Regions from separate parts of the Hordeum vulgare genome. Here region 2 is linked to region 1. Evidence: chromatin contacts called from public Hi-C data. All regions are on one chromosome and are shown on one strand. The core of a region is the stretch at or near the end of the contact, and the rest is flanking DNA. Distances in the headings are between cores, read along the strand shown. Region 1 has its middle 12 kb from the start of LOC123402493. Region 2 has its middle 96 kb from the start of LOC123404768.

Evidence for each region. A called contact is a pair of places that touch in the nucleus more often than the background predicts.
Region 2: a Hi-C map of leaf shows a contact between it and region 1, with 4 times the contacts expected there. The contact joins two enhancer-like sites. A contact is called at or near these places in 3 of 6 Hi-C or Micro-C datasets (leaf and seedling).

Annotation. Positions count from the first base shown.
Region 1 is chr6H:110,562,525-110,569,560 of MorexV3_pseudomolecules_assembly, forward strand. No RefSeq gene overlaps it. Among protein-coding and RNA genes, the nearest start is that of LOC123402493, 12 kb to the left of the region's middle. Within about 2 kb of position 3,652, at least 2 of the 3 cell types and tissues checked have open chromatin away from gene starts, as enhancers often do. A contact at or near this core is called in leaf, where this site is marked.
Region 2 is chr6H:110,750,856-110,757,934 of MorexV3_pseudomolecules_assembly, forward strand. No RefSeq gene overlaps it. Among protein-coding and RNA genes, the nearest start is that of LOC123404768, 96 kb to the left of the region's middle. Within about 2 kb of position 2,721, at least 2 of the 3 cell types and tissues checked have open chromatin away from gene starts, as enhancers often do. A contact at or near this core is called in leaf, where this site is marked.

The DNA of each region.
Region 1 (7,036 bases), core at 2,402-4,901:
ATATTAAGGCCCAGTTCTTTTCACCCTGTATTCTAGAGAATCAGGATTATGAAAAATTCTTCCAGAATCAGCTTCTTCCAGAATCTGTCGTCGAGTTCTTTTCAGAGATTGTACTTTTAGATTTTGAAAAGTGTTGTTGTATTGAAATGTCTGTACTGTCCTTAGACGAAAGTTGTTTGATGAATTGTTAACACTCTTATCTTGTTCAAGCCAATAAATAGAGCTGGGGTTATAGTTAAAGCAGCCAGTAGAAAACCGAAATAACTAGTTAAAGTAAGCATGAAAGAGTTAAATTCCTTTTTTTTTGATACAGCTACTTGTGCAAGCATTTTACGATTAAGAATCAATTTCTTCTTGTACAGGTTGTGTATTAATTTACTATAACTATCGAATACTTAACAAAAGTGTATTTTACGGATGTCATAAAAAATGCTAAATATTACAATGGGTTTAAAGTTTTGTTCATGACGGCAAGTGCATAAACTAAAAAAAAGAATACTCTCAAGGTACAAGACTAGCAGCAATCGACTCACGTGTTGCGTTTATGGTACCATCATCTTTTGGTGGTAGAGCGTTGGCACGTGTAAACGGCAATGGAGGTTTGACGTATGCATCATTGTCAAACTTGTCGAAATGCTCATCACGTAACTTGCTATCACGGATCCAATTGTGGAGACACATGCATGTAGTGACAATCATTTATTGGGTCTCCGGTTTGTACCGAGGTATGTCTTTGAGAATTCGCCATTTCATCTTCAGAACACCAAATGTTCTTTCGATGACATTTCGCAAAGAAGAATGTCGATGGTTGAACGTCTCATATCTCCCAACTGGCGGGTGTTGTTGAAAATATGATACATGGTATCGTTGCCCTTTGTATGGTGCTAGATAACCAACCCTGTTTGGATATCCGGAGTCGACAAGATAATATTTATCTACAATAGGACATCAACATAAGACATTAAAAATTTATAGCATACCATGTTGAATATTACTATATGGACACATGAGAGAGATTACCTTTTGGGGGTTGTGGAAAGTGATCGTAACGAACTATGGCATCGCTCCATACACGTGTGTCATGAACAGATCCGGACCATCCGGAAACAACAAACGTGAACCTCATATCAAAATCACACAAAATATAAGGATTATTAGTATTTTTGAAAATTCAAATTTCTATACTTTTGACCAAGTTGAGAGCCAAAAATGTTGACTTCCACAATATTAAAAAAAAATGAAAATTCATTTTCTGATGAATCTAATAATAACACTGTTTTAATATTATGAACTCTGATATATTTCTCTACGAATTTAATCAGATTCAAAGAGGTTTGACTTTCAAAAAAGTAATACACCATATATTTTGAAGTAGAATGATTAACGAAATTTGAAAATCCATACAAATTCAATAACGCAGCAAAGCGCGTCCAATCCTTCTAGTATAATACTATGCATTATGAATGTATTATGCACTATGAATGTAGTATCATACACTAGTATCATATGCATGATATTAATATATGATACATCAAAATGCAATTCGGCTCCCGGAAGCGCGTGCTCCTGTCCATGAAAAATGAATTTTAATATGTCAAAACAATTCTAACAAAAATATTATGTGTTCTTTGTCACATCCAAATGCTACCTCAAAATTGTTAGGCTAAAAAGGTAAAGCATTTTGCCTATACAAAAAAGCAAATTAAACATGGATTGTTACCCCAAAATATACCTAGGCATCTCCGGCCCGACCGACCCCAAAATATAGGGCCTAGGCCCTATGGGCTTGCCCGTGGGCCGGGCTTGGACCTAAGTTTAGAGCCCACCAGCAGGCCCGGGCTGGACTTGGGCTTGACATATTAGGATTTTAAGGAAGAGGCCCAGCCCATGGCCCCAAGCCCGACGAGCTTTTCGACAGATGGGCCGGGCTTAGGCTTCAAAGGAGGCCCGATGGTAGTGCCCGGGCCTTAGTTTTCTGCTGTGGGATTTTTAGGGCCCGGCCCAAGGCGAGATATACCCCAAAATGTCACATCCAAATTTGTTTTTTTTCACCAACGAAACATCACTACTCCATTTTCGCATGAAAATTGTCAAACATGCTTGAGACACTAACACAAATATCTATAATCGTTTTTAGAATTTTTTGAAAATATTACTATTATTTTTCAGGCCAAAACACCTCTCCCGTGATACCCCATTACAGCCAGGAGCTCCTACTTGCCGCTCATTGCGGCACGGACTCCTCCGCCGCACAAGGCAGGCGCCCCCACTGGGCCAGCCTAGTTTTGTTTCTTTTTTGTTACTTTTTTCATTTTCTATTTATTTCTTTTTTTGGTTTGTTTTTTCTTTCGTTTTTTACTTTTTTTGTATTTGAAGCAAAATCATTTTTCAAATTTGAAGAACTATTTTGAAAAATCGTGAACAAATTTGGAAGTGTGAACATTTTTTTAAAGAACGGACATTTTTTGAATCTTGAGAATAAAATTTTGAAAAGCCCCAAACAAATTTGAAAGTGCGAACAAATTTTTAAATCACGAACTTTTTTTGAATTTTGAGAACAAATTTTAGAACCGAGAGCAATTTTGAATCATGAACAAATTTGGAAGCACGACCAATTTTTAAAAGCACAAACATTTTTTGACTCTTTAGAACAAAATTTGGAAAAGGAGAACAATTTTGAAAAACCCCGAACAAATTTGAAAGTGCGAGCAAATTTCTAAAGCACAAACATTTTTTAAAATTTGAGAACAAATTGTGAAACCGAGAATAATTTTGAAAAATCATGGACAAATTTGGAAGCGCGATTGTTTTTTGAACACAAACATTTTTTGAATCTTGAGAACAAATTTTTGAAAAACCCTAAACAAATTTGGAAGTACGAACAAATTTTAAAAGCACGAATATTTTTTGTATTTTGAGAACAATTTTTTAAAAATCCTGAACAAATTTGGAAGCGCAAACATTTTTTTAAAGCGTGCACATTTTTTGAATCTTAAGAACAAAATTTTGAAACGGAGAACAATTTTTAAAAACCCCAACCAAATTTGGAAGCGTGAACAAATTTTTAAAACACGAGCACTTTTTGAATCTTGAGAATAAAGTTTGAAACCGAGAACAAGTTTGAAAATCCTGAGCAAATTTGGAAGCACGAATAATTTATTCAAGCACGAATATTTTTTTAGTCTTGAGAACGAAATTTTGAAACGGAGACCAATTTTGAAATAAAACCCGAACAAATTTGAAAGCGGAACAACTTTTAAAGCACGAACCTTTTTTGAATGTTAAGAACATATTTTAAAACAGAGAACAAATTTGAATCTTTAGAACAAATTTTAAAACCAATATCATCTTTTGGAAAATACATAACAATTTTTTAAAATCGATAACATTTTTAGACAATCCAAAAATATTTTTTGAAACAGATATAGAAAAGAGAAAAAAGAAACAAAAAAAATGGAAAAGGAAAAAGCCGGTTCAGAAACTTTCTAGAAGTTTCCCAAAACCGAAAAACCCAACTAGGAACCTCTAGAAAATCCTAAAACCGGAACGCTGCACCCTCACTAAATAGGCCAGCCATTTGTAATCGATCCCTCTCCCACTCTGTGTGATCCCCCGCTTCGCACACAGCAAAGAATAGTGTTTTCTATTACAGCCAGCCTTACCTCGTAGTCCTTATATGCATCCTGTCATCCTGTCTTGCCTCGGGTTGAAGCAAGTGGGATATCAAATCATATTATAAATCTCGTTAAGCCTAAATGACACCGTATTCCCTTTTTTAGCCAAATAACGACACCGTATTCCTTTAACTCGCATACAAAATCTACTCTTTATCTCCTATCTCGCACAGTGCAAGGTAGAGTCTGTTGGAATGTATTGACCTTGTATATATTCTGTACATCTTCGCTTACGTGCACATACATATTTATCCACATAACGCACCTCTTCACTTCTATACTTTTGCCGATAAAGAACATTTTATCATTTAAAAATTTAAGCATTACATACGGTTTCTACATAACTGAGATGCACACAACCATAATCCAATTCAAGTTCTAAAAAAATCAAAAATATCAAAATACAAGTAATCATGAAGAGACTGTATAACGCCTAAGACGTAGTAGGGCCAATTCGAAGATCTTGCTACTGTTTATATCGGGTAAAACTATCCATCGTTGTAGCCTCCAAGCATGTACACATGTTGGTAAACAGGTTTTGATTATTCATACGTTGTAGAAACGACCATAAACATAGCATACCGGTGCACCTGTAGATAACTTGAAGAGAGAAGAACTTTATCGTTAAAAATCTTATCATTCCTACGTAGCCAAAATGACCAAATCACGACAAGCGTTGTCACCTTGAGAAGAATTCTAAACTTGTTATTGATCTCATGTAACCAGTTGACAAAAATATTAGCAACATTACGTGGAGAACACAAGCAGGGACGAAGCCAACATTCATTCATGCGGGGGAAGTTTATTCATGGAGGGGCCAAAGCTCACATGGAGTGATTTTTTTGGCTGCAACAACCGATATCATAGAAGAAGAATTAATTTGTTAGGGGGAGGACTAGACCCCCCCCCCCCCCCTAAATTCGTCCTTGAACATAAGCCATAAGCTAATTGAATGACTGGCCATACAGAAGGAGCCAATCTGCATAGGAAGAACAAGCTTCTTATGGTCTCATCATGATGACAAAAAATACATTACACACTTCCATGCCAATTCCTCTAAGTAAGGTTATCTTTAATAAAAATGACTCCTCAGCGAAGTACCACACAAAGATTTTATTTTTGAGTGGTATCTTCATCTTCCAAATCATTTTTTGTATATTTATATAGAAATATATTTATTGACATGACGCACCTGTTCATTATATCTTCGCATACGTACTAAGCATCTATTTTTTCTCTCTCAAATACACACGAGTGTGCGTATCATATATTAAAGAAGGATATGAAAGACTCCCTTCACATTGTTTGGTACAGAGTTATTTACATGCGTTTTATTGCCACACCACCAAAGCAAGCATCTACGACTACTCGCTACTACCCCACACTATCAACCCGGCTACAAACTCATCGACATCTCCTCTCAAGGGTCCGACATGCTTCGAATCTCGGGTCTCGCTTCGTATGCGTTCTAGCACGTGTCGTGTAGAAGGTGTTGCACCATGGAAGACGATCACATTGCGGTGAGTCCACAACTCCCACATGACAAGGATGCACATCGCCCTAGCCATCTTCCGGTGTTGTCTGAAGGCCTCCTATCTTGTGCACCAATCGGGAAGGACTCGTCCACCATGGGTGCGCGTCTCGGCTGCCCCCAAAGCCCTGCAAACCATCTTGAGATCTCCCTTGCAAACATGCATCCGATCATTAGATGATTCATGGTTTCATCATGTTGGACGCAGAAGGGGCACACAGCCTAGTGAGGAAGCCCCCTCTGCACCAACACATCGGAGGTCCAGCATCTATTCTTGATGGCCAGCCATGCAAAGAAGCGAAGCTTCAGGGGGGCCTCGACTTCCAGGTGAAGGTCGCCGTAGGTGCCACCTCAAATCTCGTGAACTTGGCTGCATAAACTGATCTGGGAGAGAACATGTCATTCCTCTCCCAAGCCCACAAAAAACGGTCGCGTGCATTATCCGTTGTGTGGACCTCGCGAACACGCTGCCACAGATCAAGGAACTGCGCAAGCATAGTGAGTGTGAGATCGGGCCTGATCCCTGCATCCCAGAAGTTGTTCGATAGAGCTTTCAAAGACCATGCATGTAGATATGAACCTTTTGGGAATCTTTGCATAGTTCAGGGGGGCAACTTCCTCCACTCGATAGCTGCCAAGACATCTATCCTCTCAGAAGAGCATCTCATTGCCATATCCCACCGTGGTCGTACATGCCGTGTTGGGAAACGTCGCATGGGAAACAAAAATTTTCCTACACGCACACAAGATCTATCCATGGTTATGACCATCTACGAAAGGGGAGAGTGCATCTACATACCCTTGTAGATTGCTAAGCGGAAGCGTATATAACGCGGTTGATGTAGTCGTACGCCTTCGCGATCCAATAACGATCCGTCCCGCGATCTCATCACGATTCGTCCCGCGATCTCATCACGATTCGTCCCGCGATCTCATCATGATCCATCCCGCGATATCATCACGATCCTTCCCGATCTAGTGTCGAATAGACGGCACCTCCACGTTCAGCACACGCACAACTCGATAACGATCACCGCCTTCTTGATACAGCAAGAGTGTTGGAGAGGTAGATGAGTTCTCCAGCACGACGGCGTGGTGGCGGTGATGGTGAACTAATCCAGCAAGGCTTCGCCAAGCTCCGCGGAACTAATCTAGAGGAGAAAACGATCTAGAGAAAGAGAGGGAAGCCGTGGCGTATTAGGGTTGGGGCTGCCCTCAAAATCCTCTAGTATATATAGGAGGGAGGGAGGGGAGGAGGCAGCCACAAACCCCCTAAGGGTTCGGCCGAAGTGGAGAGGAGGTGGAGGAGGCCACCTCCAATCCTATTCCTAGTAAGATTCCATCTTATCTCCTCCTTCCCTTTTCCCCTCTTTTCCCTTCTTTTGCTCCTTGGCCGAAATAGCCTTATTGGGCTGGCCGCACCAGCCCACTAAGGGTTGGTGCACCACCTTTAGGTCTATTAGGTTCTCTCTCGGGTGGGTGGCCCCTCCAGGTAAAACCCGGGAACCCATTCGTCACTCCCGATACTTTACCGGTAATGCCTGAAAACTTTCCGGAAGCCAAATGCAACTTTCCTATATATCAATATTTATCTCCGGACCATTCCGAAGCTCCTTGTGATGTCCGAGATATCATCCGGGACTCCGAACAACTTTTGGTTACCAAACACACATAACTCGATAATACCGAAACGTCACCGAACCTTAAGTGTGCAGACCCTGCGGGTTCGAGAACTATGCAGACATGACGTGACACACTCTACGGTTAATAACCAATAGCGGGACCTGGATGCCCACATTGGCTCCTACATATTCTACAAATATCTTTATCG
Region 2 (7,079 bases), core at 1,471-3,970, 190 kb after region 1:
GTGTAGCAAAACATATAACAATGTCACCCAAAAGAGCATGGAACAAACAGAAATTATAGATACGTTTGGGACGTATCAGGGAGCAACGAGGTTGATGTAGAGTCCCTTTGTGATTGATCCCCCTCCGGCAGGGCATGTGAACAGGGCTCCAGATGGGATCATGGTGGAACCGAAGCTTATGATGGCGGAGAAAGTGATCCGGGTGGCTCTTCGATGTTTTCCCAATATTAGAGCCGACCGGAGGTGGTCCCAAGCCATGAGGGTGTAGCCAACCCCCTGGGCGCGCCATATTGGCTTGGAACCACCCTGTGTGGCCCTCGGTCTCCCTCCAAAGCTTCCATGTCTTATTTTTGTCGAGAAAAAACTGTCAAAAAGTTCCGCTGTAGTTTGGTGTTGATTTCCTGAAAAGCCAAAAACATGCCGAAAACATCAACTATCACTAGGCACTAGGTTAATCGGTTGGTTCCCAAAAATTATATAAAATAACATATAAATGCATATAAAGTATCCAAGATTGGTAATATAATATCATGGAGCAATAAAAATTATAGATACATTGGAGACGTATCAATGACTAACAGGAATCAAGCTTGGGTGTTCTACGTCTAAAACATATTTGTAATGAAGATTAGGGATGTTATCGCTTTTATATACTTTTTATAGCAATTTGTACTATTTTAGGACTAACCTATTAATCTAGTGCCAAGTGTGAGTTTCTATTTTTTTCTTGTTTTTCGTTCTACAAAAAAAAATACCTGCGATGGTTCAAACATGATGCCATTTTTGATGATTTTTATGGACCATAAGGAACACTCGAAGCTTTGGGAGTCATCGAGAGGAGTCACGAAGGCCCCACAAGCCCATGTGGCACAGCCAGGCGGTGGTCGTGTCACCTAGGATTTTGGGACCCCTTGATCCACTTTTTCAACTAATTCCATTGCCGTAAATTCCTATAAATAACAAACCACTATCGTTCTTTCTAAAGAGAAATATCGCTGCCGCAAGCCTCTATTCCAAAGCCTTCATGAGCCGTGTTTTGGAGTTTTGTTGGAGGGGATCCATTGGAGGAGGCATCTTCATCATCCTTGTTACCTGCACGACAATGTGTGAGTACTTTCTTCAGGACCTACTTCTCCATAGTAGTAGAAAGATGGTTACTTCTCTCTCTCTTTCTGTATCTTCAATGCCATGTTCCCCTTCTTCCCTGTTTAATTGGGATCGATACGATGTAATTTTGCAATATGTTTATTGGGACATGATGAATTTTGAGTTTATGATCAGATTGTTCATTTAATTTATTTTAATACTTTATAACTTATTTGTTGTATGTATGATTTTCGATCTATTTGTCTTCTCCGGCGAAGATTGATTGGTAGATCTTCACCAGAGGAAGTGGTGCATAGTAGTGGAGTCATTCTTGTGTTGATTTCTATATCCCATTTATAGAATGGGGACAAGACATATATTATATTGTTGCCACTAATAAGAAACCGGTGAGATTGTATCTTATTGCTACGTTTCTTCGTGTCTACATTTGTCATCGTGCTTAAAGTATTACTCTGTTTCTTTGAAATTAATGCTTTAAGATGCTTTCTGGATAGCGGTCTTGGGATGGAGTAATAGTAGTAGATGCAGTTGGATTAACAGTCTACTGATGAGATTATGTCATGAATGATCATAGTCATACTCATTGCTATTCTTGTCAATCGCCCAACAGTAATTTGTTACCATGACATTTGCCTTCTTTTCGAGAGAGATGTCTCTAGTCAACCTATGGCCCCCCGGTCCATTCTTCCATTAAAACAAGGTTCAATAAAAATGATCTTTACTTTCTGTAACGACCAAGATGCGGTACTTTTCTTATTTAGGGACGAGGCCTCAAAAGGGGTAAAGGGTCGCATCTTAGCGTATCGCAAGTAGGATAACGAAATAAGTGTTGGGTGGAAATAACACAATCACGCTCAAGAAAAACGAAAGAAGGAATACAAAAAGAACACAAATATATGATGACAACAGAGATATGATGCCCCACTAAAAAGGTGAGAAGGAGGATATAAACGGCAACACAAATATGATGCCACGCTAAAAGGACATGATTCTATTATGGTCTTAAGTCGTGGTTATTGGATTAAGAGTATGTTATTTTTTCTTTTGTTTCGTTGCAACACAAAGGCTATGTTGCTAGTCATCTACCAATGAAATCAAAATGTTCCATAAATTTGGTACACGCACAGATGATCTCTCGTTGTACCTAATTTCGTGTGGTCAGTCAACATCACAGCAATTAAAATACGTACTTGCTAACTACTTTCTCCGTTCCTAAATATAAGTCTTTTAAGAGATTTCACTAGGGGTCTACATACGAAGCAAAATGAATGAATCTACATTCTAAAGTATGTCTATATACATCCGTATGTAGTCCACTAGTGGAACCTCTAAAAAGACTTATATTTAGGAAGGGAGGGAGTACACGATGGTATGTATATACTCTCGCGCCAAACTGTGTTAAACAGTCGTATTTATTCGTAGGTACAGTGAACCCCCAACAGCAAGAACACCGACAAAAAGAAAAGGAAATAAACAAACAACAGGATCGGTTGCTGCTCCCCTATCTCAAGTCGTCAACAGCCAAATCCCGTGTATTGCTATGAAGCAGTAGTATGTAGGTAGCCATGTAGACAGGCTACCAAGAGTATCTAAGCACTGATTCGGACTTGTTGACTACGACTCGCGCATTTAGACGAAGTTGTTGCGACACGCTCTCTCGGGCTCCTCTACGACTAGTGCTCGCGGCCCATGTGCGTTCACGTTGCCTGAACATGGGATATTGGACATTGACTTTGCTTCCTTGGAAAAAAGATGTTACTGCAATTCCAACGCAACGATGTAAATCAAACTGTGATTGGATGATTAAAAAAACACTGATATCCTTAAACTATCAAGGTTTTAAGTCTTGATGTGTGTGTTATTTCTAAATTTATTTTAAGATTTTCAGTGATACGTTTTTAGTAAAGGAGACGTTTCCGTCGACGTCGAGACGCATACACTAACTTTATAAATCTCAAGATGATATGCCGGCTCAGTCTTACGGAGGTGCTCAAAGGGATAGGATGTACATGTGTGCGTTCAAAAAGATGAGTGTATGGGCGTGTATATGAGCGCTTTCGTCCGTACTGTGTTAGTAAAAAACTCCCACCAATCCATTTCCTTCATGTGTATTTGTTTGGGTCAAAACGAACACAAAATTCAGCCCAACGCCCGGATCCAAATGGACGAGCGTCCATTTTTTTTTTGCGTCTGCCGACCCATTTTCAGCTTAAATTTGGGCCTTATTTACGTTGGCGCGGACACGACACGACCTATTTCTCATCCTCATTTTTCCAAAAAAAAACTCCCGCACGCTTGAGATCCCAGCCACTCACCATGGTCGATGTGCCGACCCTCGACGCCCCCACCGGCCTCGCCTCCCTCTCTTCTGTCGCCTCCGTCAAAGGCAAGTCCCCCGCGCCTCGCAAGACAGCGACGCCGCCCAAGAAAAGTAGTTGACTCCCGAGGAGTGAGCCATGCATTCCACCAAGAGGAAGGACTTGAAGCACGCCTAGGACCGCAAGCTCGAAGTCACGGTCATCGCTGCACAGCAGCAGGAAACCAATACCCGAGTAGTCGCGGCAACGAAGGAGGCCCTGCTCTTCCTAGGGTTAAACCTTGGCCATCACGGGCTCGTCAGCACCGCTGTGGTCGCGGCCAGCACGGGGTCGTCAACATTCCCTCGGGTGGTACTACCAGAGTCATCACGCGCATCTGCCGTTGTCGATTCTTGGCTTCCATGTCTATCTGCACGCCTCTCGCTTCTTTGAGGAATGCTCGCCGAAGGTGAGCATGGTGGCGCCGTCCACGCCCGCTCCCATGGCCATCAACCTCGACGCCACACTGGTACCATGAACGCAAGAAGTTCATGTCGTCCCAAATGGAGAACAAGCGCGGGTGGGTGTCTCTCTTGAAGCGATGGAGGGTGATACAACAAGAGTGCAACAAGTTTTGTGTAATCCTTAAGAGCATCGAAGCACATCCCGTGAGCGGCCTCGGCATCAAACATATGGCATATATTGGCCCCTCTTCGTATCTATTTTCATTGTGCCTACATGTCCATTTGCCAATATGCTTGCATGCTATTCATTTGTAGGCATTTCAAGATTTGGAGGCATTCAAGGCCCAACATGATGGCAAGCCCTTCAATCTCACCCATTGTTGGATGATCATCAATGGGGACGAGAAGTTTAAGACACAATATGCCGCCATCAAGGTGCATGGGGGGATGAAGCCGTCATGGAGAATGGTGAGGACGAGAAGCCACGACCACGGGGGAAGACCATCTCCAAGAAGGAGACAAGCGTGATGCGGCTTCGATTGCCTTGCATGCCACCTTGGAGGACATGATGAGCAAGAAGGACATAAGGAAGGAAAAGTGTTGGCAAGACAATGAAGAGCAAATGAACACCTTCATGGAGATCCAAAGGAGGAGGCTTCGGCTTGTTGCAGAGAAGCAAACGAAGATGCTCAAGATGTAGGCGGAGAAGCAAGCGAAGATGCTCGAGATCGAGTCTGTCAATGTCAATACCAAGGAAAAAAGAAGAGGCGCTCGCTAGCATGATGACGGGGCTGGAGATCATGAAGGTGGACTTGTGCGCGGTGACACCGAGGAAGAGGCCATGGTCCGAGAAAATGTAGGCCGACATGCTCAAGTTCGATGACGAGTGATCTATGAGGGAGAGCGTCATCCTTTTTTGGATGTCGGCAAGTGTGTTGGCATTATTATGGCCGAGATGGCGTGGTTGAACTCCTGCCCCTTTTTGTGTGGTGGCATGTGCGTCGGCCGATGGCAAGTGCGTCAACATGAACTATGCGGTGAATCTTTTTGGAGGCTCGCATGTGTCGGCCGCTAACATAGTGCTAACATGAACTTTCTATGATGGCATGGCCAATGGCATGATCTATGATTACGGGCCTTCTAAAAATTATGTGCGGACATGAAATGGATCAACGCGTTGGGCGCACTACCGACCCAAAGCAAAACGGAATGGATGACGAGCAGACAGTCGATCCATAAGGACGAAAAACACACAAAATAGTGTGTGTTTGAGTCGACGCGATGCGGAGACCCATTTTGTCCGCCACCGTATGTTTGGCTCACTGCGGACAAAAATGATGGCCCAACGTGCCGACCCATTGCCAAAACACGTCCGTACGGACCCATTTCCGACCCAAATTTGGGTCTGAAATGCGTAAGCGCGGACGCGTTGCACGTCCTCTCGGTGTCCATCGTGTCCCCACATGGTGGTGAGTCAACTACCGCATGTGTCTTTATTAATGATGACCGTTGAGCGCGGGCCCATGCGTCAGCAACTGTGGACGACCTTTTTTTATCCGAGCATGCGGGAGGGGGGGTCCTCATCCTCATCCACATGTGTGTCCCCATCTAGCCACCCCTCTGCTCCCCCATAGGCGACAACCCTAGCCACCAAGGGCTTCTTCTCAGGCGGCAAGACACAAGGACAAGGCCTCCGCCGGCCCTTCGCGCATGCTCCTCCTGCCTCTGTTGTCGTCTTGCCACTCACCTCGGCAATGGATAAGCATCCGAGTGCACCGGCAAGGTGGCACTTGGAGCACTGCATCCCCCTCCCCTACCCCGGCATCACGCTGCCACATGACTTGCCAATGGTGCCGCGGTCGGTACGGGCACGCGTGGAGGAGGTGCATCGCCGGTGGCAGCAGTTGATGCTGGAGCAATGGCTCACCCCCACCTACGCTGCAGACTCTTCCGATTGAGAGGTCTGGTTTGCGTTTGAGCACGAGGAACAACATCGACGAGGCGTTCGCGACGTGCGGGCTGGCATCCCGCCGCCCCTCACCGAGCGCAACGAGGACCAGGAGGCGGAGACCGCCAACCAGAAGGAGCTCGCGGCTGTCTTCCATGTAAGCGAGGAGGAAGAGCGACGCAAGGAGGAGGAGGCAACGCACTAGGCGCGGCTCGCGGAGGCCATGACGTTCTCCGCTGACGGCGACTGTGTAGTGCCGCCGCTGGTCCCGTTGTCTCCCACCAAGGACGAGCCGGGGCTGACCCCCATCAAGCCCGAGCAATATGTATGGGACAGGTACATGGACGAGTGGGTCAACGCGCTACCCGTCTGGCTTGGTGCGACGCTGGACGAGGAGCAGGCATACGTGGAGGACTCACGACAACGACGTCTATTGGAGGAGCTCCGCGAGGGCGAGCGGCTCGAGCTATTGGAGCGCGACGCCGAGGTGGATGAGGAGGAGTGTTGTGCCCACGGTGGCGCAACCCAGCCAGCGGCGGTATAGCCACCGGCGGACGACGTCGCCGCAACCTGCGTGACGACGTTCCTCTGGGCAGGCCCGGCGCCGACGCTCGTCGACCTCACTCGCCCCGACGAGGAGGAGGAGGACGCCTAAGGAAGCACGCCTCCTAATTTTTTTTATTGTTTTTAATTAATGCAAAGTGAACTCATGGACTCTCGCCCACCATTGTGGCCGGCGTCAATATTTAATTAATGTTTTTATTTATAAAATATTTATGATATATTTATTTTTGACGCCACAGCAAATATGAGTTATGACAGCGTTTGACGCAAGCGTTGACTCAAACGCGAAAGCGGACTTGGGTGTCCACCGGACCGATTGAAATGGACGAAAAACACACAAAAACCGGGTCAACCTAAATGAACAAAAAGCACATAAAACCGATGTTTTATTTGATCGCCGGTTGGATTTTCTCTTAGGCTGCGCGCGCCTCCGCCGTCATCCCCGGTCCGTCTAGAGGTGGAGAACCGTTTTTCGCCTAACAGTAGCAGTCCACACGCCATTTTCTCTTCATTGGAGCCCTCAAGCGCCCCCGAACGTGTTCGGTTCGGTCTGGGATTGCCGGGTCTAAAAATGGACCCAACCGACGAAAATCGACGTCTTGAGACATGACTAGGGCTTTTTTTTGTGCCGCCCTGGGAGACCATACACAGTACTGGGTTGTTCCAATTCTTAGCGCTAGTTGTCTCTCGAAAGCAATT